Regions from separate parts of the Mus musculus genome. Here all the other regions are linked to region 1. Evidence: chromatin contacts called from public HiChIP or PLAC-seq data. All regions are on one chromosome and are shown on one strand. The core of a region is the stretch at or near the end of the contact, and the rest is flanking DNA. Distances in the headings are between cores, read along the strand shown. Region 1 holds the start of Ints4 (integrator complex subunit 4). Region 2 overlaps Ints4 (integrator complex subunit 4). Region 3 overlaps Ints4 (integrator complex subunit 4).

The links. HiChIP or PLAC-seq counts read pairs in DNA pulled down with a chosen protein or histone mark.
Region 2: an H3K4me3 HiChIP or PLAC-seq map of embryonic stem cells shows a contact between it and region 1, with 6 times the contacts expected there. The contact joins the enhancer-like site here to the promoter of Ints4 in region 1. A contact is called at or near these places in 1 of 39 promoter capture datasets (the HPC-7 cell line), 1 of 15 datasets of contacts at CTCF or cohesin (the NIH/3T3 cell line), 4 of 484 Hi-C or Micro-C datasets (cerebral cortex, embryonic stem cells, nephron progenitors and 1 more), 10 of 115 datasets of contacts at active chromatin or transcription factors (the 230-238 cell line, the SCID.adh cell line, double positive thymocytes and 4 more) and 2 of 9 other capture datasets (liver and pancreatic islet).
Region 3: an H3K4me3 HiChIP or PLAC-seq map of the SCID.adh cell line shows a contact between it and region 1, with 26 read pairs. The contact joins the enhancer-like site here to the promoter of Ints4 in region 1. A contact is called at or near these places in 2 of 39 promoter capture datasets (the HPC-7 cell line and neural stem cells), 1 of 15 datasets of contacts at CTCF or cohesin (the NIH/3T3 cell line), 2 of 484 Hi-C or Micro-C datasets (cerebral cortex and embryonic stem cells), 10 of 115 datasets of contacts at active chromatin or transcription factors (CD8 T cells, the SCID.adh cell line, embryonic fibroblasts and 4 more) and 2 of 9 other capture datasets (liver and pancreatic islet).

The regions. Positions count from the first base shown.
Region 1 is chr7:97,479,088-97,483,516 of GRCm38.p6, forward strand. It overlaps Ints4 (integrator complex subunit 4), which reads left to right and starts at 1,869. Exons shown (of 23, transcript NM_027256.2): 1 at 1,869-2,063. The coding sequence starts at 2,010.
Region 2 is chr7:97,533,328-97,537,756 of GRCm38.p6, forward strand. It overlaps Ints4 (integrator complex subunit 4), which reads left to right. Exons shown (of 23, transcript NM_027256.2): 20 at 1,044-1,203; 21 at 1,814-1,957. Among named protein-coding and RNA genes, the nearest start is that of Aamdc, 44 kb to the right of the region's middle. Within about 2 kb of position 2,429, at least 17 of the 459 cell types and tissues checked have an H3K27ac peak or open chromatin away from gene starts, as enhancers often do. A contact at or near this core is called in embryonic stem cells, where this site is marked.
Region 3 is chr7:97,512,624-97,517,052 of GRCm38.p6, forward strand. It overlaps Ints4 (integrator complex subunit 4), which reads left to right. Exons shown (of 23, transcript NM_027256.2): 12 at 904-1,046; 13 at 3,603-3,718. Among named protein-coding and RNA genes, the nearest start is that of Ints4, 34 kb to the left of the region's middle. Within about 2 kb of position 2,403, at least 17 of the 459 cell types and tissues checked have an H3K27ac peak or open chromatin away from gene starts, as enhancers often do. A contact at or near this core is called in the SCID.adh cell line and heart atrium, where this site is marked.

The DNA.
Region 1 (4,429 bases), core at 619-3,118:
ACCGTTTGCTAATTATTTTCTTTGACACGTTGTGTGCTCTGTTTCCTTCTCTTTCTCAGGAAAATGTACTTTTTAAAAGTTAGATGAAAAATCCTCCTGCGGAAAGTTGGTCCTTTTGAACCACATTCCTTTATCCAGCACTTTGGTTGCTCTGTAACAAGCCATTTAGGTATCTGTCTTTGCAAGCCCCTTGAGGTGCATGAAGAGTCAGGCCTGCCCCCACCCCCAGGGACCTTCAACCACCAGGCTCCACCCACAGAACACCCAACAGCCAGCCCCAACTCTAGAGTTAAAATAATTTTTTTTAAATAAAAAAAGCTCGAGTTTTGAAGTCCCCCCAATCCTCACCCTGGAAAGCTCCCCACACACCACCCCAGGAATCCTATATAAACCCTGTTTCTCCTCAGTCCTCTGCTGTTTTTTTTTTTTCAAGCATTGGCAGTCAGCCTTCTGGGATTTTCCCTGCCAACAAATCTCGTGTGAGGTTTGTTGTGCAATGTGACTTTGTGGTATTCCTTGACTCCTAACTGCCAGGACACCTTTCCATCTGAGCTGTAACACAGTCTTCCTACGTATAGTATAGGATAAAGATAATCTATGTGTTTTTGGGTCCTCTGTACCTACCAACTTCCTGTTCCCTCCTCTAAATGTCCCATGTTTTGGTTAAAAAAGTAAAGAACAGGTGAGTTGTAAAACTCAAGAGCACCACATATCTCAGATGCAGGGTGTTCTTGTTTCTGTATTGTTTCATTACACTGTAAGCATGTTTTTGTTAGGTAGGGATTATCAGTATGCTTGTCGTGGAGGTCACTTGTTCAAGTACCAGAGTCTTAAAGGAGTGTTGTGTTAGAATCTGACTCCCCTATTTCTGCCTTCACTATTCACTTTAATATGGGTTAAATAATAACAGCAATTCCATTCTTATTCCTTCCTTCATTATTGATCTTAACAAGGGTTAAATAATAACAGGAACTCTATTCTACTCATTGTTCATGTTCTAGACTTATTTCCAGGGTCTTGATATTTGTACTTGCATTTTTTAGGCAAAATGAGATTTATCTTTCTATTATGTAGACTGTTTTCCAAAGAAAGACTACAAAGACCTTCTGAGAAGCAGACTTAACTTGAAAAACAAGGTTTTCTGAAACCTACCAACTACAATGAAGTTAAAAACCTGTAATTGAGTTTATGCTAAATGCTAATCATAATAAAGTTCCCTTTTTATTAAGCTTTGCTTGCTTGCCAAAGTCATAAAGAACCTTTGTAAGACTTTGAGGACACCTCATCCTTCTACTGTGGGTGTGTGTGTGTGGGTGTGTCTGTAATGGTAACATTTTTGCCTTTCTATATCTCAGTGTTGGCTCCTGGTTTTTGACACCACAACACGTGGCTTCATCCTCAGTCTCAAGATTCTTTTTCACTGTTTCCCAGCTGTCAGAGGAAGCATTAGTCTCTTCACCAGAGATTCGTGGAACACACTGACAGTCCTGATAGAGACTTGGCTCCGGGTGGACCACCAGCATTCTTAAATCTTCAGACTTGCAGAGTAGTACCATTCAGAAAAATGATCTTAAACCTTTCATTGATTCAACAGGAAGATTCTTGGCTTTCTTTTCTTTATCTTTCCGTTTTTCTTCTTCTTCTTTCTTATTGATGGATAACTTCTAAATTACTGTAACAAAGTAAAACGAACTTCGGGGAGGAGCTGGAACTATGGCAACACTCACCCTAAGATTCTAGCAGGGCACCTCCAGGATACAGCTCCGGGTTTTGCCTCCAGCTCCCACCAGCCCCGCCTTTTACTCCACCCATCTTCCAGGATGCACTCTAATTTCCGTCTCCCAGCAGTAGCGGCAGCCAATCGACTCACTGGGCAGTGGAGCTTCAGGAAGAGGCCTCTCTATCCAGCAACCCCACTGCTTTGTGGGATTGCAGCGAAATCGGTGCTGTAGAAAGGTTTCTCTCCACGTTCTCAGCAAGTACAGAAGCCGAGAAGGTCCGGTGCAGCCATGGCGGCGCACCTGAAAAAGCGGGTGTATGAGGAGTTCACTAAAGTGGTTCAGGTAAGCGCTGGCAGAAAAAGCCATGGACCAGTCTGCGCGGGAGGGTTGTCCGCACCCAGGCTGTTCTCCAGATCAGCGCCTAAGCTTGTGTGTAGCCGGCTTAGGTTTAGGTTCCTAGGCTGCGCGTCAGGCAGGGGGCGTGTTAGGTCGAGGCCGCTGTTCTCATGTGTACTCTGACTTTGGGGTTTGTTGTTGTTGTTGTATTTAAAGTTCTGGGACTAGAATTCGGGGTCTTAAGCATGCTAACTTATCACTCTATCCCAAAGTCACACTCCCAGCTCACTTGATAAAGACAAAACAAAATCATTGGGACAACGTGCTGTATAGTTTTAAAAACTGTCAGGTATCTTATTTTAATGTCTCACAGCTCGGTTGTGCCAGATCGGTTATATTTGCATTCTCCTGTCCTCAGTTGGTGGCAGAACTCCTCTTAACTCGTGTACCTCTAACTTTCAGAGACAAGTTGAGCTGTATGCAAAACCCCAAGCTGACTAAAGGTCTGTAGAATTCAAGGCTCAGACCAAGCAGGCAAGAGTCACAGGACGGCAAACCTATCATCCTCTCTCTTTTAAACATAGGTGGACCAAGAGAGCCCCTGTCAGAACTGTCAGTGTGCTCCACAGTGTCTCTGTAGAAGCGATGTATTCTGCTTCTTAAATTTCCATATGTACACAGATACATACAAAATATACGCGTCTTGAGGAATACTTAAATTTTTTATCTTTTTTGTAGTAGGGGAGATTGAGTGTAGGGCCTTATGCATGCTGAGGCATGTGGTCTACCACCGAGCTGTTACAGATCTCGCTCTTTTAGGGAGTTTGTTATGATGCAGATTATGTTCAATAGGTTGGTGGTGTGAGGCAAGATCTGCATTTTGACCAGGCCCGGGGGTTTATGCCAGTGGATCCCCAGCAGTCTTAGATATTTAGGCAGAGTGGTCTCATTAAGGAAAAAAAAAAATTTTTTTTTTCTTTGAGACAGGGTCTCACTATGTAGAGCAGGCTGATCATGAACAGGAAGGAATCAGCCTGCCTTTTCTTCCCAAGTGCAGGGATTAAAGGCTTGCATCACCATGCCTGATGGAAAATGACTCTTAAACCTTCCATTCATTCATTAATTCAACAGGAAAAAATTAAAGTATTTTCAAATACTTGAGTGATTTCTGTGTACCATGTGTGGTAGGAAGTCGTTGTCTATCAGAACCCCTGCTTTTGGGGAGTACATAGTCTAACTGGAGAGCCAGGGCAGTGTCTCTGTTATCGTCACAGAGAGAACTACACTGGCGAGTCGGTATTCTTCCATTCTCCTTAGCATTTTCTCCTTTTCCTAAAGCCCAGCTCTAACTTTCAGTGATCTCATACTGCCGTCTTCTCATGTTTGTTTATCGGCTATTGGTAAATTGGCTTTCTCTTTATTCGTCTTTCTTACAAAAGCTTACATTTTTTGTTCTTTATATTATATGCATGAGTGTTCTGTCTGCATGAATGTCAGTGTATCACGTGTGCAGTGCCAGAAGAGGGCATCAGATCCCCTAGAACGGAAATTACAGCCAGTTGTGAGTTACCAGGTGGGTGCTAGGAGTTGAACCTGGGGCCTGTGCAAGAGCAAGAATTCACTCTTAGCCCCTGAGTCATCTCTGCAGGTCCAGCTCTTTTTTTTTTTTTCTTTTTTAAAACCAAAACAAAAACCAAGGTCTCAGCTGGGGTGGCCCACCTCAGAGGGGTGGGGATGGGGGATTGGCACATGCCTTTAATCCCATCATTAGGGGGCAGAGGAAGGTGGATTTCTGTGAGTTTGAGGCACGCTCCAGAGCAGCAAGGACTACACAGAGAAACCTTGTCTTGGGGAAAAACAAAACAAAACAAAACAAATAAGACAAGGTCTCATACAGTCCAGGTGCAGTGTCGCTAAGGTTGAATTTTAAACCTCCTGCCTCCACTTCCTGGTTTATGCTGGGGATTGAACCTAGGGACTTGAGCATGTTAGGCAAGTACTCTACAAACCGAGCTACGTTCCCAGCGGCCCTCGTGTATAACTGAGCATTGGCTTTAATTAATATCTTACGGTTCCTTTTTTAATGTAGTAAGTTCTGGACTTTTTGAATGAGTCAAGGGTCAGGAAGCTTTCCTTACTGGCTTTTCAGTGCTCCCGCATCTCTGCTTTCCTTTCTGGGTTTCCTGGCTCTTCATTCCACCCCTTCCTCTCTCTTCCTTCCCTTCCCTCTCCACTTTTCTTCACTAAAGATATATTTTTATGTGTGTGTGTGTGTGTGTGTGTGAGTGTATTTCATGTGTTGGAATGCCTATGAAGGCCAGAAGAAGATGTGAGCTCACTGGAGCTGAAATTGAGCGTATTTGTGAGCCACC
Region 2 (4,429 bases), core at 1,179-3,678, 55 kb after region 1:
CACACACATGAGTCTGCAAGGGATGTTCCTATTCAAACCACCATAGCCATCTCTTCTACCCCCAAAGCGGAGGGTTTTATGGCTTCTCATTCTTTACCGTTCCTAGGACTGATTGTATCCTGAGTCTTCACCCCTCCGTGTCTCTTTTCACCTCAAAGACAGTCAGGCATGGAGGGATGGCTCAGCAGTTAGGGAGCACTTACTGCTCTTGTAGAGGGCCTGGGTTTGGTTGCCAGCACCCACATCACAGCTGCCTGGAACTAGTTCCAGGGGATTTGATGCCCTCTTTTGGCCCCCACCCTATGTGAAACACTCAGGCATATGCCTGACAATCATTGTCACTCATTAAAGAGTCTCTTTCTTCTGTTTGTTTTTTCTAGGCCGGCCTAGAACTTACAGTAATACTCCTACTTTCACCTCCTATTCCTAAGAATCTCCTAGTTCTGAGATTACAGGCACAAGGCACCACACCCAGTGAAACAGGCTCTTAAAACAAAAAAACTAGCTTCTTCTGTGTGTGTATGTGTGTGTGTGTGTGTGTCTGTGTGTGTGTGTGTGTGTCTGTGTGTGTGTGTGTATCTGTGTGTGTATGTGTGTACACATGCGTGTGCACGTGAGCACGCATGCACATGTTTGTGTGTGCCAGATGCTGATCTAGTAGTGTTTTCATCTTTCCACCTTACTTACTGAAACAGGTGCTCACTATCCTGGAGTTGGCCAGTGAGCCCAAGACCTTCTTACCTCTGCCTCCCGAGTGCTGGGATGCAGGCTCCTGCTGCTGCTCCTGGCTCTTGTCAGAGTCTGGGGGTTGGATTCAGGTCTTCATGCCTCCAGGCATGGGACTTATTAATGAAGCTATCTGTCTAACCCAGCAGTCTGGTTCTCCTGCTGATCATGTGGCTATGGCATCCTGTCCCTGTCGATTTCAGGCATGACCTTCAAAGTCTCCCCCTGTCAGGACTCTTCCTGCTTCAGGGCTTGGCAGAGTATGGGCTTAGCCTGTGCTGAGTGTGTGGACGGTCAGTTGCTTTGTGTTCATGCAGGTGTTTCATTGCGGATTTGCCCCACCTTCAAGATAGCTTTGTGGACAAACTCCTTGATCTTATGCCCCGACTCATGGCATCTAAACCTGTTGAAGTGATCAAAATTCTGCAGACAATGCTGCGGCAGAGCACCTTCTTACATCTTCCGCTTCCAGAGCAGGTCAGAGTCCGTGTGCCCCTCTGCAAAATCTGTCCAGATTCTTTTTTTTTTTTTAAAAGATTTCTTTATTTTATGTTTGTGAGTACACTGTAGCTGTACAGATGGTTGTGAGCCTTCATGTGGTTGTTGGGAATTGAAATTTAGGACCTCTGCCTCGCTCCAGTCAGCCTTGCTCAATCAGTACCTGCTCACTCCGGCCCAAAGATTGATTATTATTATAAATAAGTACACTGTAGCCATCTTCAGGCATACCGGAAAAGGGTGTCATCTCATTATGGGTGGTTGTGAGCCACCATGTGGTGACTGGGATTTGAACTCAGAACCTTCAGAAGAGCAGTCAGTACTCTTACCCGCTGAACCATCTCTCCAGCCCCTATCCAGATTCTTAAAACCATTTACGTTAGTGAGCTTCTTTGATCAGGGTAGCAAGTGAGCTAGGTCTTCCTCCGATTGTTTTTAATTACATGTATTAATGGGTGGGGCACAGCACATGCGTGGCTCCCTGACCCCTAAGGGTCAAACTCTGGTTATCAGCCTGGGTAGCGGGGGGCCTCTGCTGCTGAGCTCGCTCACCAGCCTAAGAATGAGCATATTTTCTTGTTGCTTTCAGATACACAAAGCCTCAGCCACCATTATTGAGCCGGCAGGAGAGTCAGACAATCCTTTGCGGTTTACATCTGGGTTGGTGGTAGCCTTGGATGTGGATGCAACCCTGGAACATGTGCAAGACCCCCAGAACACTGTCAAGGTTCAGGTGTGTGAGGTTTGGGCTCCTGTAAGGTGTTCACACTGACATTGTTACTAAGTGACAGGTCCCTCTCTGTTTGTATAATGTAGACTTTAGATCTAATCCTTTTTACACACACACAAATTGAATTCATCAAAATGTAATGAACAAGTTCTATTTGTTAATCAGGTGGCAAACAAAATTCATAGATGGGCAGAAATGATTATTAGGATGCATTTTTCCAAGATTAGATAGATGATAAGCTATCCTCACATGAGAGATGCGATGAAGACTGCAAGTGAGCCCTGCGATTCCAGCCACCCCTCTCTCTTTCCTACCATCCATTCATGCATTGTGTGCTTTCTTTAGTGTACACACTAAGTGCTGGAGCTGTGGGGAGGCTATGAAGGTCAGTGCTTCAGCACACAGTTAGGCACACTGTAGGTCAAAGACAGGAAGGCTCTGTGGAGGTCCCAGCAGGTGGTACAGCCTGAAACAATGTACAAGAGCAAAAGGGAATTGCGGAAGGAGGTACTTTGAGAACTTTGAGGAGGTAGGAATGAGGAAAGGATTGTGAGTGCTGGCAGGACAAGTAATCAGATGTGAGATGACGCCTGCAGCAGGCCCAGCAGGCTTCCGGGAGGAGAGGGTAAGAGCAAGTTATTCATCAGATGTCATTGTCCTGGAAGCTTCTAGCCTCCCTGCAATCTCGGCTAGACCTAGAGTGTTTTCACCCTCTGAGACTTAGTGCTGAATAAACTCACCTTTCCTTGTTCTTTCTGAACTCTGGCTGGCTAGTTCAGCTCAGCTGTAATGGCTCAAAACTCTCCACACTAACTGACTCATTTCTCTCTTGGCCTCTGACTGAACTGCTCTGCTTGGCCTCAGACTCTAGCAGTCTGTTGTAATCTTCTGGCTCCTCCTCTTTCTCTGGCTTGTCTGTCTTCCCCTGTGTCTAGCTTGTTCTCTCTCTGCAGCTGTCTCTGTAAAGGTCTCCTGGTAAGTCTGCCTCTTTGCTCTCCCTCTGCACTGCTCGCTCCTGTGTTGCCTGTTTTCTCTCTGTTCTCCTGAGAGTTGGGCACATCCTATTCTGTCACACCATTCTCTGATTTGTCACTTTGTCTGCCTCTCAATCAGACATCACTTCAAACGCGGTGCTTCCTCTACAAACTAACTTGACCTTCATTTCTTGGGATTCAGTGTGTGTACTAAGGGCACGTCTGTATTCCAGCCAGAGGGCTTAAAGGTGTGTGCTAAGACTGAGCCACACCACAATTAGAAATAAGTAATTTCAGTAAATAACACAATCTCAGGTTCACAGTGTGATCAAATATCCTGCAATGGGTGTGGGTACGTCACAGATCATACCCACAGAACTTCTGAGCGAGTAGAAAGCTGTAACTGCAGTGCTTCTTTGTGTTTTAAGGTTAGCCACCCTAGCTGTACTTGTAGTTGCTTAGAAACTGATGACCAGTCCTCATCCGGCCTATACCAGTTAAGTCAGAATCCTGAGACTGAGCTCAGAGGTCTTAGTCTGATGGACACTTGTTTTGTTGTGTAAACAATCGCAGGTGGATTTACAGGTCATCTGCTAAACTATCCCGAAAAGAATTTACTCTAAAACATCTCTACTGCCTTCCAGGCAAACACTTGCCTGCATGGGGTGTAATGGGGATGCTTTCTGCCCTGTCATGAGACATCTGTAGCACTTTCAAAGTCCAGCTTCCTTACTCGGAACATCAGACAGAGGTGAAAACCTGCAACTGTCAGCGTGCCTTAGAGACTTCATGGAGGCTTTATTCTCCCTTAAAATTATGGATTTTCTTTGGTTTTTTTTTTTGTGTGTGTGTGTTTTTGCATTTTTTTAAAGTTTGTTTTAGCTTTTAATGGGTTCAGACAGAGGCTTTCTCTATTGCCCTGACTTCCCTGGAACTTTCTATGTAGCTCAGCCTGGCTTGGCCTGACCTGGCCTGGCCTCAAACTCACAGAAATCTGCCTGCTTCTGCCTCCCAGGTGGAGGGATTAAAGACATTTGCCACCAGGCCCAACCGGGTTGTCTATTTTTAATGCAGCTTCACTGAGAAAGCTTCGGGGCTCTGGGGCTTTGTCCCTCTCCTCCTCTCCACTCCTCACCTCACCTCTTAATACAGGATCTCACAGACCAAGCTGGCCTCCACCTTGCTATTTGAACGTCCAATCTTCCCAATTCCATCCCAAGTGCTAGGACTGCAAGCAGGGTGCTTGCACGTCTTTCCACAGTTAGCCCCATTCTCTACTGTCTGTTAATAGATACACCATTCCTATCATTCACTTACCAGGGAGCTAAGAAATAGTAGCTAGACACTGCTTCTGCTAGTGTGGCCCTACCCCCCCCCCCTTTATTTTCAGTTTTTTGAGACGGGGTTTTTCTGTGTAGCCCTGGCTGACCTGAACCTCTCTCTCTAAGCAAGGCTGGCCTTGAACTCAGAGCTCGCCTGCCTCTGCCTCTCAAATGCTGTG
Region 3 (4,429 bases), core at 1,153-3,652, 34 kb after region 1:
GGGCTGTGGAGCTCATGCAACCCACATCTCATTTGTTGGTGTTATCTGGCCACACAGACTTCTGGGCTGTTTTTAAGCATTCTACTCTAAGGCCTTTATGGTTTTTGATCCTTTTGATTATAAAATATTCAACTCATCCTAGTAGTCTTTGATTTTTTTTTCTAAAGCTGTTCCTCTTCTTTTGTGTGTGCGTGGGTCTTGTTATGTATTTAGGCTGCCCTCAACTTGTAATCCTTCTGCCTCTGCTTCCCAAGTGCTGGCACTACAAGTGTGTGAGACCACCACAGCACAGCCTGCTCTTTTCATAGTTGTCAGCCACTGATAACTCAGACATTGAGGTAAAAGATTCAGACACAGGGAAAAGGGAAGGTTAAAGAGCAAAAGGGGGTGGGCAGGGTGGGGCAGAGCTGTAATCCCAGTGCTCGGGAAGTGGAGGCAGGAGGATCGGAGTTCAGGGCCATCCTATGTCCTCGCTACATAGTACCAGTTGGACCTGGACAGCGTGAGACCCTGCCTCAAAACAAAAACAACAAACAAACAAACAAACAACAACAACAAACCAGAGAGAAGCCAGGTGAGGTGGTGGTGCTTTCCTTTAATTCAAAGCCAGCCTGGTCTACATAACAAACTCTAGGCCAACCAAGGCTACAGAGTAAAGTCTCAAAAAATAAATAAACTAAATAAATAAAACCAGGAAGAAGAAGAGAAAGAATAGAAAGAGGCAAGGCCCCTTCTTAGATCAATAAAATGAGGTCTTTCCCAGGGATTTTAGCTAGCAAATTTCTAAATATTTTTTTCATATGCACAGCCTAAATGGACACGTGGTCATGGAGAAGGGAACGGTGTGTGGAACATGAATCCCTGTTGCTAATTTTTACCTTTCTGTTTTTCTCTTCTGCAAAGGATTCATCCAGGGATATTAGAGAGGCTCTTCATGAACTCTTATGCTGCACTAATGTCTCAACCAAAGAAGGGATTCATCTTGCACTGGTGGAGCTTCTAAAAAACCTAACCAAGTACCCTACTGACAGGGACTCCATATGGAAGTAAGGACGTTTACCTCATTACTAAGTCTCGTCAAAAGAAAACTGTAGCGCGCACATTATTTGGTGGATCGTCCTAGACTAGGTGTAGCCCTCAGTTTCACCTTGACTTTAGAACCTGGGCGCAGTGTATTCATAAATAAAATACATCTTAAAAAAAAAAAACAAAAAAAAATGGCTTAGCTCATGGAGTCCACTCTCAGCTTGCAGAGGATAGAGAGGTAGGGAATACATAGATAGGAAGGTTGGACAAGATAGTAAAAAAAAGTCAGAACATTTAGAAATGAAGTCTAGTTTTAGAGAGGCTCTGCTGTGTAGATCTCCAGAAGGACCTGCTTAATTGCTTTTCCTACCTGGGTTCTGAATATAAGCAGAGAAAATAAAGCCAGCCAAACCCACTGCAAACTGCAGCCTTTACAGTGTGCCGGGAGGCAGAGCGGGTAAAGGGCTGAGAAAGAGAAGGTAAGGCTGGGCATGCTGGTCTTTAATCCTAGCATTCGGGAGGCAGAAGCTAGCCTTGAAAAGTACTTTCCTGTTTTTTGTTTGTTTTGTTTTAAGTAAATGTTCGCTGAAAACTTTTTGGGTTTTTTGGTGATTTATTTCATCTTATGTGTAGGAGGATTTGCCTACATGTGTGTATATGCATCTTGAGTGGTTTTGGTGCCCAAGGAGGTCAGAAGATGGTGTCAGATCCCCTGGAACTAGATTAGAGATAGTTGTGAGCCACAGTGTGGGTGCTGGTAGTCAAAGCCAGGTGTAAGACAGATGCTCTTAACAAAGCCTGCTCCTTATGCTTTCTCTCTTCTGCTGGCCTGTCACTGAAGTCCTATCAGCTGCACACTATCTGATCTGGAGTGTGAAAAGTGTCAAATTCAGCTTCTTATTACCTACAGTGCTGGTTACTGCTGCCTTAGCTGGCTAATAAGAGCAGACTTTAACACTTACATTTCTTCTTGTGTGAAGGGAGGTGTGAGGGTGTGTGTGTGTGTGTGTGTGTGTGTCAGTGTTGGGTAGCTTCCTCTGTGTTGCTTTCCACTTTACCTAATTTTTAAAAATTGTTTTATGTGTATGGGTGTTTTGCCTGTATGTGTACCTGTGTACCACTTGCATGGCTGATGCCCTTGAAGACCAGAAGAGAGCCTTAAAACCCTTGGAACTGGAATCACAGATGATTGTAAGGCACCATGTGGCTGCTGGAATGAAACCCTGCATGATCTGGGAGAGCAGCCAGTGTTCTTAACCAGTGAGCCATCTCTTCGAGCCTTTTATTTTTTGAGACCAGGTCTCTTACAGAATCCAGAGCTTGTTATCTGGACTATGTGGCCAACAGGCTCCCAGGAATCAGCCCACTTCAGTCTGCTAAGTGCCAGGACTGCAGGCACAAAGTGTCCAGTGTTGTGGTTTGATGTTTGTATGTGTGCTCAGGGTTTCTGTCCACAGGCTTCAAGCTCTTTACCTCCTCTTCAGCCCCCTTTGTAATTCAGTGGAGCCAGGCTACTTACACTTCTAAGCCAGAGCTTAAGAAACAGAATTGCCTCACTTGTGTAGGTTTGCAAAGCTCGGAAAAGCCCTTCACTTTTACTATAGTAGCTAATTATTACTGAGTTCTAACTAATAACATTCCTAAGTACTTTGCTTTTTTTTTTTCTCATTTAAATCCTATTTTATAAACAACCTGCTCAAGGCTACATAGTTTCAGGACATCCTGTAGGATATCAGTTGTGTTATTTTGACTACAAGTTAAAAAAAATATGTCTCAAATCATCTTAAATAATACATCTAATTTTTACATAACAATACATGATAAAATGTTCAGGATTGACCAGCTTGTCAGAGTGAGAGTCCTGGATGCTGACCTCTCCTAGCTTTCTCCTCAGAGCTGCGAGATGGTTGCTTCATAAGAGAGCGTCTAAAGACCCCAGGGAAGGGGTGTTCCCTTCATGCGTTTCTTTTTATGTGCTCAGAGCGCCATTGCTGAGCAGCTCCCCAGCAGACTTGTCTTGCTCCATTTACCAGAGCTGAGTTACTTGACTGCTAGCAAACCAGCTGCCGGAAGTGATGTGAATGCTGGGTGGGCTGACCCAATAGCAAAGCAGCGCCTCACTGTTTTCCTGGTACCGAGGAATTAGTTTTCTTGGCAAGGAAGATGGAGGAACTGGCTGTTGTTAAACAACCAGTAATCTGGGGCCTGGAGAGATGGCTCAGCGGTTAAGAGCACTGACTGCTCTTCCAGGGGTCCTGAGTTCAGTTCTCAGCAACCACATGGCAGCTCACAACCATTTGTGATGAGATTCGATGCCCTCTTCTGGGGTGTCTGAAGACAGTGAACTTTCATAAAGCAAACAAACAAAAACCAACGAGTATCTGCATTTGAGCTCTTCTAATTTCGTGATAGCCATTTGCAGTGAACTAGCCGAGTTCTGAGGAATCGGATGACTTACTTGAAGTTGTAGTGTTGTGCAAAGTGGGTAATTATGAGTTTCCATACCAAACCAGGCTTTCTGATCTAGTCCCTGCACTTATTGATTTACTGATATGGTTCCTGTTGGTTTGTTTCAGGTGCTTGAAGTTTCTGGGCAGCCGGCATCCGACCCTCGTGCTTCCTCTGGTGCCAGAGCTCTTGAGCACGCACCCATTTTTTGATACTGCTGAACCAGACATGGACGATCCAGCTTGTATCCTCTATGCTTAGTTCAGATGGGCGCTGCTGTCTTAGCAGAGAACGGGATTCTTCAGTGGTCTGAACTTCACTTAAAGTGTTTCCTTTTGTTGCTGTAGTATGTCAGAAGGACTCTGGTGGCTGTTCCCAGCTTACATTGTTTTCATAATAATTCATCTTTGCTGTTTAATAGCAACAGATATTACTACTACCTTTTATTTACCTCTTCATACATTGCACATATTCATTATATATTTTGTACAATTTATTATGACTTGCCACACAACCTTAGGAGGGGAAGGAGAGAGGAAGAGGGTTTTGTTTTGTTTTTTTTTTTTAATTTAGACAAAATTGAGTTTTAAGTAACTCAGAAAAAATCAGATCTGCAGCCAGATGTTATGCCGTCCACCTGTGGGCTGCTGCGGACGTTTGAGGCAAGCCTGGCCTACATCTAAGATACATTGGGAAACTGTTTTTTGTTTGTTTGTTTGTTTAGTTTTTAAGGTTGGTGTAGGGGAAGAGGCTGCTAATGTAGCTTGGTGGTAGAGGGCATGGATGGGCTTGAATAATACAGGCCAGGCTCTTCCTCCTCCTGCACCACAACAAAGAAAGAAGCAGAAGCTCAAATAGATCTGCCTTGAACGCTTGAGATGTCTGATTTTAAAGCTTTCCTGTGTCTTGAACCATGCTTACTCGGACCTGCAGCCTGAGGGAGGTGCTAGCCGGG